3 separate regions of the Mus musculus genome follow, and regions 1 and 2 are each linked to region 3. Evidence: chromatin contacts called from public Hi-C data. All regions are on one chromosome and are shown on one strand. The core of a region is the stretch at or near the end of the contact, and the rest is flanking DNA. Distances in the headings are between cores, read along the strand shown.

What was found. Hi-C and Micro-C count contacts between places; a contact is called where the count stands out from the background.
Region 1: a Hi-C map of uterus shows a contact between it and region 3, with 6 times the contacts expected there. The contact joins two enhancer-like sites. A contact is called at or near these places in 7 of 484 Hi-C or Micro-C datasets (cerebral cortex, liver and uterus) and 3 of 115 datasets of contacts at active chromatin or transcription factors (astrocytes, fibro-adipogenic progenitors and neural progenitor cells).
Region 2: a Hi-C map of uterus shows a contact between it and region 3, with 6 times the contacts expected there. The contact joins two enhancer-like sites. A contact is called at or near these places in 4 of 484 Hi-C or Micro-C datasets (cortical neurons and uterus) and 3 of 115 datasets of contacts at active chromatin or transcription factors (astrocytes, fibro-adipogenic progenitors and neural progenitor cells).

Annotation. Positions count from the first base shown.
Region 1 is chr3:137,511,782-137,515,651 of GRCm38.p6, reverse strand. No RefSeq gene overlaps it. Among named protein-coding and RNA genes, the nearest start is that of Gm4861, 39 kb to the left of the region's middle. Within about 2 kb of position 2,506, at least 34 of the 459 cell types and tissues checked have an H3K27ac peak or open chromatin away from gene starts, as enhancers often do. A contact at or near this core is called in uterus, where this site is marked.
Region 2 is chr3:137,607,610-137,611,868 of GRCm38.p6, reverse strand. No RefSeq gene overlaps it. Among named protein-coding and RNA genes, the nearest start is that of Ddit4l, 14 kb to the left of the region's middle. Within about 2 kb of position 2,633, at least 72 of the 459 cell types and tissues checked have an H3K27ac peak or open chromatin away from gene starts, as enhancers often do. A contact at or near this core is called in cortical neurons and uterus, where this site is marked.
Region 3 is chr3:137,750,992-137,754,747 of GRCm38.p6, reverse strand. No RefSeq gene overlaps it. Among named protein-coding and RNA genes, the nearest start is that of Mir6380, 31 kb to the left of the region's middle. Within about 2 kb of position 1,732, at least 96 of the 459 cell types and tissues checked have an H3K27ac peak or open chromatin away from gene starts, as enhancers often do. A contact at or near this core is called in cortical neurons and uterus, where this site is marked.

The sequences.
Region 1 (3,870 bases), core at 1,257-3,756, 240 kb after region 3:
TCTCATAAACCATATCCAGTTCCGTATCAGTCCCTAAAGGATTTGGGTTTTCAAAATATGTCCAGAACCTGACCATTCTGTAATCCCATACCACAACCATATAAATTCAAGCCACCATTATCTTTTCCGTGAACTGATTGCCAACTAGTTTAAAGAGAGTTTTCAGTGACTCCTTTAGAATGTAAAATAAAATCTGTTTTCTATAATCTTCCAACCATTCACTCTGTAAGAACAAACATCTACAAATCCTGTGATACCTTTAACCATCCCTTCCTCACACTGCCCGCCAACACTCTACTTTTTTATTTACCAGTTCTAGGTACTGGCTCGCTTTTCTTTGTTGCCCAAGAGTCTGCACTCAGCGTTCCCTTCTCCTGGAACACTTTCATTAGACTGTGAAAAATCACCGTCTGTACTTGTCTCTCAACGTCTAGATTAGGACAATTACTTTCTCTCATTGCCATCTTTTGAAGTATGAGTGATACCAACCTGGAATAATGTGCTGTCAGTTTGGATTTCCTCTAGACACCATCTTATCCTTTTGTTTAGCTTCCTCTGAATTACTGTAATTTGAATGTACCCTAGTATCATTTCTTTTCTGCAGTAACCATGAATAATGCTATCATTAGTACTGTACTGATGATGTGTTGGTACCAGGAGAGGCCGTGGAGAGCAGGACAACCAAATGAGATTCTGGAATAATCTTCACCAAATTTGTGGAGTACAAAGATAGACAGAATCTTGCATTAAAGTCTGATCCTGATGGGTCTTGATTGTTTTGTTTCTTTGTTGATGACCCCATTTTCTGCTACACGATGGTAAGGTGCTACCTGGGACTGCCAAGGAAGAGGTAGCAAGGACTCCAGATGATTAATAAGATAGGCATACTCTAGAGGGCTGGATAAAAACATCTTGAAATATGAGTGGGCCAGAGAGTATAAACTGATATCCTGTCTGAGTTGCTACAACTTACGTAATACCCATGCCTTAGAAAAAGGACATACCTAAAATTAGCATTTTGAAGATCATGAGCATATTTCTATATGTCTTTTTGCTTGTTTATTGATAATTCATGAGGTTACACATTTATTCCATATCTCTGGTGATAATGAGCTCTATAAGTTGGTCTTGGCTTATAACGCAGGAAGATCTGCTTTCATAACTTAGCACACCTATTAATAAAGTAAGTGTATGTGGCAGACATAGATGTTCTGCGAGTCCCTGGCAAACTGGATTGGAAAATCAACAGTTCAGAGAGTCATGGTTCTGGAGTAACTCCATGCCCTCCTTTACTGACAATCTACTTTCTATTTGCAAATTAGACTCTGGCTTGCACTAAGTTCTGGCAGATACTAAACACTCCATTCCAAGTTATAGAACAATTATGTGACTTGAACTTTACATTATTTTGAACTATTACCTGATCCACAGAGTTAAAAGGGGAATATAAGCAATAACATTTTACTAGAATATTGAAGCGCTGTATGCAACTCCAATCCTGAGTATGTTGCCTACAGGAGCGAATGGCTCATGAACACTGTGACTCCTTCTACTGCACTTCAGTCTTTCTCTGAAGTGACTGTGATTTCATGGGGAGTTCACAGTGGTTGCCATTGTGGACAAAAAGCATAGGTCACAACAGTTATACCCAGTTGTGACCTTGGAAGATGGAACAAGGGAACTTTATGCCACTCCATGATAAGGCCAAAGCCAAGGATTTTATGTTTATCTCTCTTGAGATGAGAACATGCACCCTTTACCTGGAGGAGGGACAAAGGACAAGGGTGAAGGGAAAGACCATACTGAGTATCCTTGTCTTGAACTGTAGGCCGACTTTCACCCTATCACTCTGGATCTCTCTGCCTGAGGAAACAGACTTGTGTGAGTCGCGTCGGAGGCATCTTTGAGCTTCAGTTGAGTGGCCAGTGGGCATCTAAGCAGGGGATTACTAGAAGGAGGCAGGAGATGTAGTTCTCCACTTCCCCTATGTGCTCACTGTAAACCAGCCATCACCTTGGCTAGATCAAGCATGGTTTTTTTGGTTTTTCTTTTTTTTCCTCCAGGGTTACTGTTTCTTCATGACTCTCTCGTTCTGTGTTCAGGTAACTGTCCCCTGCCCTTGAGTGTTATTGGTTGTTATAGCCCTTCTCCAGCCCTGTGGTTCCAGTTCACTCTGCCCACACCTTCATAAACAGAACCTAATTTAAACTATGCTCCCAAATTATCCAATTTGAGAGAACCATCTGTTTCCTATTTTGAAAAATGCCTCACACAGCCATCTTGACTCTGAACTACACAGTGTTTATTATTTAGAGTTCAGGGAACTGCAAGTGATATAAATATTTCAACCACCCTCGCTTAAGCTACAAAAGCATATGGATTTATTGGGCTGCATCACTCGAAAGTCCAAGCAATGATTTTGTCCACAGGCACGGCTGAATCCAACAGTGCATGTGACGTTGGCAGGGCTCCCTCCTCCTCTTGGCTCTCATGTGTGCTGTCTTCCTTTTCAGGCAAATACTTTCTACTGAGCGACAAATAAAAGACACTGGCAGTTCTCGCCTTACAGCTGATACAGCCCAGAAAAAAGAACCTGAGAGATGTTGTGTCTTAACACACATGGTGACATTATCCTTTGTGAACTGTTAGAGTGCCACTAAGGTTGCTTCCCTGGATGTTCACGTATGTATCCCAAGTTAACAAATCCTCTGCAGCCTGGTTAAGGAATGGCTAAAAATAGAAAAGAATACTGCTCAGTGAGAGCACACCATCTTCTAGTCCTCAGAGTTCTTTCATTTTGAAATATAGACTTGAAAACAGGGAAGAAAACTGTTGAATGAAGTGAACACCGGCTTCTACCCTACATTTGATGCTATTCTTCCTAGAATACAGACTCACTTGTCTGCCCAGATAAAAGCTTGCATAGCAAATCCATCAGGCATGGTCTCTCAGCTTCATTCTAATTGGTGAATGCAATAATTTGGTGAAAGGGGGTTTCCTAGGGTGAACAGACAGGTAGCTCTGTCCAAAAGGCTGTGCCAACCTCGCATTTCTTCCTTGGCAGCCAGTTCTACAAATATGACTTGGAATAGACAGTATGCAGCTTTGAGATCAGGAGGAACATTAAGGAGCCAGATTGTCTAGGATGGAGGGTGTAGAATAGCCTCTGTAATAGGTAATAAGTAAAGCAGCTGGTTATAGTAGGAGAGGGAACAGACAGGTAGAGCAGGCTGGGCTCCTCAAGGGAAGTACCCACAGTTAGGCAATTAGTAGATCCATGGGAAAGCACAGGGAACTCACATTAAGATATACTGTGAAAGTGGCAGATATGGAAAACAGCTTTGCCAATGGTATTAGGAGACTGGCAGGAAGGAAGTTAGAGCTATTCAAGAAAGGAGATCCTAGGGTCTAGACAAGGGAATTCACAGCTTCCTATGTGAAAGTAAGACAAAGAAGTAAGGGAATTCTTCAGGATGAGAAAAATACATGTTAAGAAATGGTACACGGGGACCATTTGCCTATACATTCTTGGACACATGCATCAAGGCAGAACTCAGAGCATGTAGATTCCATGTAGCACCTTTCAGGAATGTATAGCTCTTTTTCTGACAAGCTTTTCACGTGTTTTCCTCAATAGATTTTTATTCAATTGTTTGTTTCTTTGTGTTTAGGACCTATTATTATGAAGGGTAGTGTCATAAATGGGGTGAGGAACCTGGGTTTTAGTGTCTGACAAGATGGCTTTTGAATATCCACTCTGCCATTTAGTAGCTAAATATTTTGGGGGTTAAATGACTGGACTTTATTCATAAAAGTTGAACACAATTCCTACTTCATGGAATTGTTGTAGATAATGATGTAGATTATATA
Region 2 (4,259 bases), core at 1,384-3,883, 140 kb after region 3:
CCCCTTAAAATGCCACAGACTCCCTTATTTTATGGTCTTACTGTGAAGCATCTGCCCAAAACGTCATGTGCTAGAATCTTTGTGCTATTATTGGAGAAGCTGGAAGCTTTAGGGGGCAGAGCCTCCCTAGAAAAAGCAGGACTCTGGAGTATAGCTTTGAAGGACACACCCTGTTCTGAGCTCCTTCTCCTCTCTGCAGTTTGTCACCATGAGGTAGGCAACCTTGTCCACTCCACTCTCTCATGATGTTCTTACCTGGGCATAGAGACACATGGCCATCTGGCCATGGACTGATGATTTCAAACCATGAGCCCAGATAAATACTTCCTACTTTGTTGTTGTTTTTTGTTCTTTCCTCAGATATTGAGGCACAGCAACAAAAAGCCTAATTTACAATGTCTCCTGATGCTGTTGTTGGTGTGTGTTTACATCAGAATCCACACTGTGTTTGTTGACTCTCTTACTCCATGGCAACCTGTTAAAAATGTGCTGTGTCTGTACGAGGTAAAACCATAAAGGAAGGGGAATTTTAAGCTTGTGATCCTCTATTTTTTTTTAATGCTAACTTGGCACTGGCTCCTTTCTGGGCTGGCTTTCTAGGGCACTCAGCCTGAAAGTCCAGGCTTCTCACTGAGGAACCGCTGTCTAGCCGAGGGTTGTAGGTCTCAGTCCCTTTCCACACACTTCCATCCCTTTAAACAATGGCCTGCTTGATTTCAGACCCTCAGTGCTCTTAGTGTAAGTTAAAATGAATGCTTACCATGCACAGCAGGTCTACTATAACTCCTAAACATTAGATTGCTTTATTCTTTTATCAAATTCAAAAAATTAAGGGGTTAAATGAGAAGTTAGACCAAAACCGAAAGTATCTCAGCGAACACGTAGAGAGGGCCTCCGAGCCCTTGACTGCACACACGAACGCCTGCTCTGCAAACATGTGGAACTCCATTGGCTTTCTGTTTTGTTTTTCCCTGAGACAGAGATTCATGGAGTCCAGACTGGCCACAAAATCTCTATGTAGACAACCAAAGTGACTCTCAGTCCTCTTGCCACTGTCTGCCAAGCTCTGAGATAACAGGCATGTACAAGCTCTGAGATTACAGGCATGTGCAAGCTCTGAGATTACAGGCATGTGCAAACTCTGAGATTACAGGCATGTGCAAGGTCTGAGATTACAGGCATGTGCAAGCTCTGAGATTACAGGCATGTGAAAGCTCTGAGATTACAGGCATGTGAAAGCTCTGAGATTACAGGCATGTGCAAGCTCTGAGATTACAGGCATGCCTATGCTACCCTGCCTAGCTAATATAAACATGAGTGGTTCTGTTTCCTTCCCCTTAAGACATTTTGAAAAGTTATTGTTTGAAAACTATAAGCATTTACAAAATAAAGAATAATAAAAAAGAAATACAGTAGTCCCTATTTTCTCATGGGGGAAACTTTCTAAGCTGCCTATTGGATGCCTGGAACCTTGAAAAGTCCCAAATCCTGCATATACTATATTTTTCCTACACACACACACACACACACGCACACACACACACACACACACACACACACACACACACACACAGAGGATAGAATGGATTTGGAATAGGAACTCATCAACAGTTGTAATAACAGAACAGAATAACTGAGTAATATACTAGAATAAATTTAATAAGGTTATTTCTCTCACACGCATAGAATTAAGACAGACTTAATACTTTGGTCTTGACTTTGACAGAGAAAGAGTGGCCACTCATTATTTGTGTTGCAGCTCTGTCTTTATGGCTGGCTGTGTCCTAGGGGACTCTGCATGATTTGCCCATTATTTTCAGCTGATTTTAAGATAAAAGAAAAATCTAATTAGTTAAAAATTCAGGACACAAAGGTCCCAGGAAAAGATAATTTCCCTAATGTTAGAGAGCTGGTGACAAGAAACATAGGAACCAGAACCCAGTTTTCTATAGTTGGTTGAATGAATTTGATGTTTAATAAGTTCAATACCATTAACTATTTACTGCAGACATGGAACTTAATACCCTCACCTCCTCCATCCCTCCTTATCACCTACAGCTCTAAATTGCTTTTACGGCTAAGTGAAAATTCACTCTCTTGCAGGAAAATGCACAATTGGTTTATTCAAAGTTTCTTCAGGCTCACATCTCATGAACCTGTAGGAAAATATTTCCGAATGCTATCTTTAACACTATCTGCTTACTAAAAGAGAAAAGGGTCATGTCTATATTGTTAGTCATATTTTTCTCCTTAAATATATAATGATCGGGTTTCATTCCCTGGCACCAGTAGATGCTCTGAAAACACAGGCTACCAAATACTTTGAATTTCTACCCATCTTGTGATGCTTTCCTTTATCTGCCTTTTGGTGCACCGTTTTAGCTTGAAATTAAAATGTAGTGAAGGTTGCATAGTCTTTGGGGCCTACTGTAATAGAGACTGCATCTTCTGATCTCTGGTGGGTTTAACAAGTAGTTTTTTACTTTTACTACATTCAAGGCCAAAAATATGGAAGCAAAAGAGTTATGGAAAACAGGTTTGTGAAGGTGGAAAAATCCCAGGGAGGTACAGAGTCTTTAAAAGGCATGAGGGAAACAGTATCCAATTTAGATCAACCTCCTGTCTCTGCTTTTTATATCCCTTCTGTGAATTCAGGAAAATGAGCTCTGAATTTAATTGTAGTGTGGGTGTGTGCCTGTTTAGATGAGAGATCTCCTAAAATTTGCATCAATATTTCCTACAGTACCTCTGGAACATCCCAACCTGCTTCTTGGAAGCTTACTTTTCTCTAGGGACACATGATTCACCCTGATACTTACAGAGAATGGTCTGAGCCCCTACTGGTGGTGCCGTAGGCACACAGTATGTTTATCTTAGTGGTGGTGTCATGACATGTGATGATTGAGCAAGGTTAGAAGGTAGGGGAGCTTTTAGAAAACATGCTTTGCTTTGGTGGACTCACAATTGAAGGCTCTAAATACCTTGCCACCCGTTCACTCTTCTGTTCGACCCTGACAAGGTATTCTGATGCTTAAGATCAAGTCAACACAAATAATGTCCAGCATCTCTGTTGCCTCCTACGGGCTGAGGGCGCAGAGACTCTGCAAGTGAAAGCCACATGGATTCCTCGATGCTTCTGGCTGAGGGGCTATTTGTCTCTCCAGTTCAGAGACAAACAGACTGAAGAAATTGCTCAGTGCAGAGCTCCTGGTTCCTTTGTTTTCTTCCTCCTGTCAGGTAGGGCAGAAGTTTCAAGGCAGAAACCTCATAGAGTAGTGCTCAGAAATTAGAAAAGGTAATCAAAATTAGTTAGACAAACTTGCTTTCCTCCCCTCTGTTTATGTTTCAATGAATGTGACTGATATAAACTCCCTCCTGACATAGCCAGTAAAGACACTGTGCTGACTGGTGGCCATCTCAGGAATAAGTTTGTATCAGGGCACTGCAATGCTCAGCTTCATGTGGGCTCTGGAGATTCAAACCTAGACCCCCACGCTAACACAGCAAGGGCTTTACACACTCAGCTATCGTCGTTTGCTTTCTCCATTCTTTCCCTGAGATTTATGTAAGCACAAATGCACACTTTTCTTTGTTGCGGGGCATGCTTAACCCCTTTAGTCTTTGTAGGTTATCGAGTTCCACTTAAGGCTTTTCACCGATCTTACCAGCCCAGAATTACTCCTGAAGGGAACGTTTTAAATCACTGATTTCCATTTTTAGAAGTAGTCGAGGGCCTGCTGTTGTAGGGAACTGTTGTAGACTCTTGGTGTGCATCCGTGTACAACATGGGCAAAACAAGGAATACAACACACAATAGATGTAATAAGTGCATGATAGAATACTTTAGGAAAATGATCAGAATTTGAAAAGGATGGAAAGGAGGAGAGAGCTGCAGAGGCGAAGCAGACATCGGAGGTAGCAAGCTGTGTGCACTGTGAGCCAGTGTTCAAGGAAGACCTCATGGGCAGAGCTACACAGAGATGAACAGGCAGAGCCTCTGCGGATGAGAGTCCATTTGCTTTCTTCCAAAAAGCCTCTTCAATTTCTTGGTGAGAGGAGCCCCTGATGAAGCTGGGAGACTAATAAATCCTATACACACTAAGAAAATTTTCTTCCACGGAGGCTTGCCTTTTGGGTCAGTTTTAATACTGTTTTGCCAATCCAATTTGTGAGCTGGTTCATTGGTCTTAAGTTTAAAATGTAGGTCACTCCTGGAATCTAGTAGTTGTGTCATGGTTCAATAACTTTCTTAAGCCTCT
Region 3 (3,756 bases), core at 483-2,982:
GGTGATTTGTGATTCAGTACACGAGTCTTGGCTCTTCTTCTTGTCCAGATGATAATTCGGTGCTGTTTTGTGACCAATCAGCTCTTCCTGTAGGCAACCCTCAGAACTCTTATATAATTCACCCCTGTAGCAATACGATGAGCTATCTCTCTGAAGCTAAGTCCCAGAAGTTCACAGCCATCCAGGCCCCGATTGCTCTTCTGCTCCCTTTGTCTTCGTGGGTCGTCCTTAGTTTCTACCCTGAGTTTCCTTCATGGTGAGCTATAAGTGGTAAGGTAAAACTTTCCTTCCCCACTTGTTTTTTTTGCTTGATGTTTTATCATATCAACAGAAGGCAAACCAGTGCAGGAGGCTGCCTATAACTGGTTGAAGGATGGGGCTGTTGATGATGGACTGAACTCCCTGCTTTCTGTGACAAAACATATACACCTGTTATGTGTGGTGGCTTAGGTATGAATGCACAGAACTCAGAAGGCAGATGCAGGACAACCAGGAGTTCAAGGCCAGACTGGGCTTCAGGGAACCAATATGTTTCAAAATAAATAAGTGAACAAATAAATACTCGTTCAGTTTGTTGATGTGGTGGTTTGTAACAGGAGCTCAGAGTTCAGAGATAGCTAATGGCTTCCTGTTTCCTTAATCAAACATTACCAAGTTACATTTCTGGTGTGTGTGTATGTGTAACTGTGTGTTTATGCATGTGTGTATGTGTGTGTATATGTTTGTGTGTATGTGTGTAACTGTGTGTTTATGCATGTTTGTATGTGTGTGTATATGTTTGTGTGTGTATGTGTAACTGTGTGTTTATGCATGTGTGTATGTGTGTGTATATGTTTGTGTGTGTCTGTGTGTGTCTGTGTGTGTGATGTGTATGACTGTGTGTCTATGTATGTGTGTGTGTACACGTGTGTGTATGTTTCTGGTTGTGTTGGGATGTGAGTGAATGTTGTCTCCTGTGAACCACAGTGCTTCATTGGCAGGTGGAGGTCTGCAGAACGCGTCTTCTTCCTCTCACCTGCTGAAGTAAGGCAGCGTGTACAAAATATTTCTCCTCTCCAGATCTGCCTGCTGTCGAGTCAGAATCATTTATTATTTATTCCTCAGCACGATAGAGCTTAACTGCTTATTTTCGGCATGATTCGTGAAATAGACACAGGAAGTAGAAAGGCGGGAGCTGTAACTGCCTCCTGTTTGTTGTTTTGTTGTTGAGCAAGGCTGTTGGAGACTCTGGTCCACGCCTTGTCTTAAGTCTGTGGAGTGGATCTAACACAGGGCCTCATTTGCAGTGTCAGCCAGGCTGTCGCCATGAGAAGCTGGCTCACGGAGGGCAGTCTAAATCTCTCTCCTCTGCTGCAGTCTGCTTTCTTTGTGAAGACTGCTAAGAACATTCCAGAACTCTCTCCAAATATTGAAGTCCTTATCACTTCCTAAACTGGATGTTTGTTCAGGTCTGCCACAAAGCAGTACCAGTACTCTCTCATCAGCAGCTTTCTGTGACCGTGACCGTGCTGGGAAACTCTCCATACCCTGGGAAGAGAAGGAGGACAAGTATGGAAGTCCCATTAGTTATCTATTCGGAGGCTCCTGGCTTTGTTTTCTTAAAGGAAACAACTCGACTGAGTACCACGAGAGGGCGCCAGTGGGCTATGTTAGCGCTGGCGAGGCACTGCACTCCGGCATCCTCCCCACTCCCATTCCTTCCCACACTGCGGGGGGCAAAAACAACCCGGGGGCGCTGACGTCAGCTAGCCGGAGGCGCCTGCCTCTGTACCCATAGGTATAGTTAATCCCCCAGGAGTGAGGCCGGTGCTTTCTCTGGCAGCCCAATTTTCAGCTTAAATCATTGCCCTAATCTTATTTTAATGTGCATTGGGGCCCTGGCGGCTAGAGTGGGTGGCAGGGGAACAGCATTTAACATCCTTTGGAGTTTGGATTGTGCCGGACACTTCTTAAGCACTTGGGTGGGACAGAGAGACTTAATCTTGCAGCTGCAATCGACCTCAGTAGCCTTTGCCTTATTTGGCAAATTTAATTGGCAACGTTAATTTTGGGGGTTGGGGCTGGGGTAGAAGAGAAGGAAAGGAACACATGTGAAATACTAATATGCGCTGTATGCTTCACAGCGACTGTACGAAGTTGTTAAAAATGCTCAGTTTAGCAGAGACATTGAGAGAGATCAGAGCCTTCAGTCAGACAGCTTGCAATTGGCCCGTGGAGCCCTCCATTGGCCAGTCCCAGAACCACAGTCTGGGATCTGCTACCTGTGCGGCTTGCCTCTCTCTTGGGAGGCAGAGGCAGGCCAATTTCTGAGTTCTAGGTCAGCCTGGTCTACAGAGTGAGTTCCAGGACAGCCAGGGCTATAAGGAAAAACCCTGTCTCGAAAAACCAAAACCAACCAACCAAAACAAAAAACACACCCCCCAAACAAACAAACAAACAAAAACATCCCATCATCAACAACAACAAATCAAAACCAAAACAAAAAAAAAAGTTTTACAGGAAACTTGGCAAGAATGGAACAAAACCCACATTCCAAGGGGAACTAGCCCTTTTCAGGACAGTAGAATAAAGTCTAAATTTAACCACTCAGATGTGAGTTAACCAGCAGTTGTCTACAATGTATCTTGCCTGACTCAGAGGGTCCAATGTGCTTACAACAAAGTAGCAGAAAAGCACTGGCTAGCCGAAGGGCGGGCGTTGTTTGATTGGTGTGACATCCACCGGCTGTATTTACATCAAGTAAATGAAGAGAAGAGAGCAGTTTATCTGATGACATGGCTCGTCATCACATTGCAGGCACCAAAAAGGGGTATAGTGACCCGGGACATGGGGTGTGAGGGGAGTGACACAGTGCCCAGGGCAGTGTCTATAAATGGTGAGTCAGAATTCAATGATGCTTTCAGAACGGCGATGGGCCCACTGCCTGCATCCCAGACTTCTTCAGCTTAAGCCCACATCCCAGATAAGTAAATGAAGTCCGTGCACTAAAAGCATAAACCAAGAAATCAAACTGTAGGCACTTCACAGACCAAAGCACCTCATGAAGGTGCCATGACTCCGAAGTCGGACAGAGAGCCATTAATGTCCTATGGGGCATTAATACATGTTTTTTTTTCCTTCAGGCTTTCTTTTGCTGTTTTGACAGGAGCTGCTTCACCTTCAGGGATTTTTGTTTCATTCTTGAAAAGCTTCATGTAAAACTATGAATAGTCCATTTGGTCAGAGTCCTCAAAGTCAAACTAGAAAGTGAGGCGCAGTGCAGCGAGCCGAGCCCAGTGAGGACCGAGTTAGAACCAGAAGGACCGGTGGTCAAATCCCATGCTCTGTAGTTTTTAGTCACTTGCCTGTGAGTGAAATCTTCACAGTGGTGATGGTTCAGCTTCTTTGTCAACTTGACTGGGTTTAGAATCACACCCTTGGGTGTGTCTGTGAGGGTGTTTCCAGAAATGTTTAAGTGAGATGGGAAGGACTACCCTGAGTATGTCCAGCTCTCCCATAGGCTGGGATCTGATTGAACACAAAGGAGAAATTGGAGCCTGGGTGTGTGTGTGTGTGTGTGTGTGTGTGTGTCGGGGATGAGAGAGGGCACAGCAGTTAAGAGCACTTACTGCTCTTGCAGACGGTCAGACTTTGCTTCCTGCCACCATACTGGCAGCTCACATTGCCAGTAATTCTGGTTTCAGGTGACTTAATGCCTCTTCTAGATTCTCTGTATGCCAGTGGTGCCCATGTGTACACTCAGGCAAAGCACTCAGG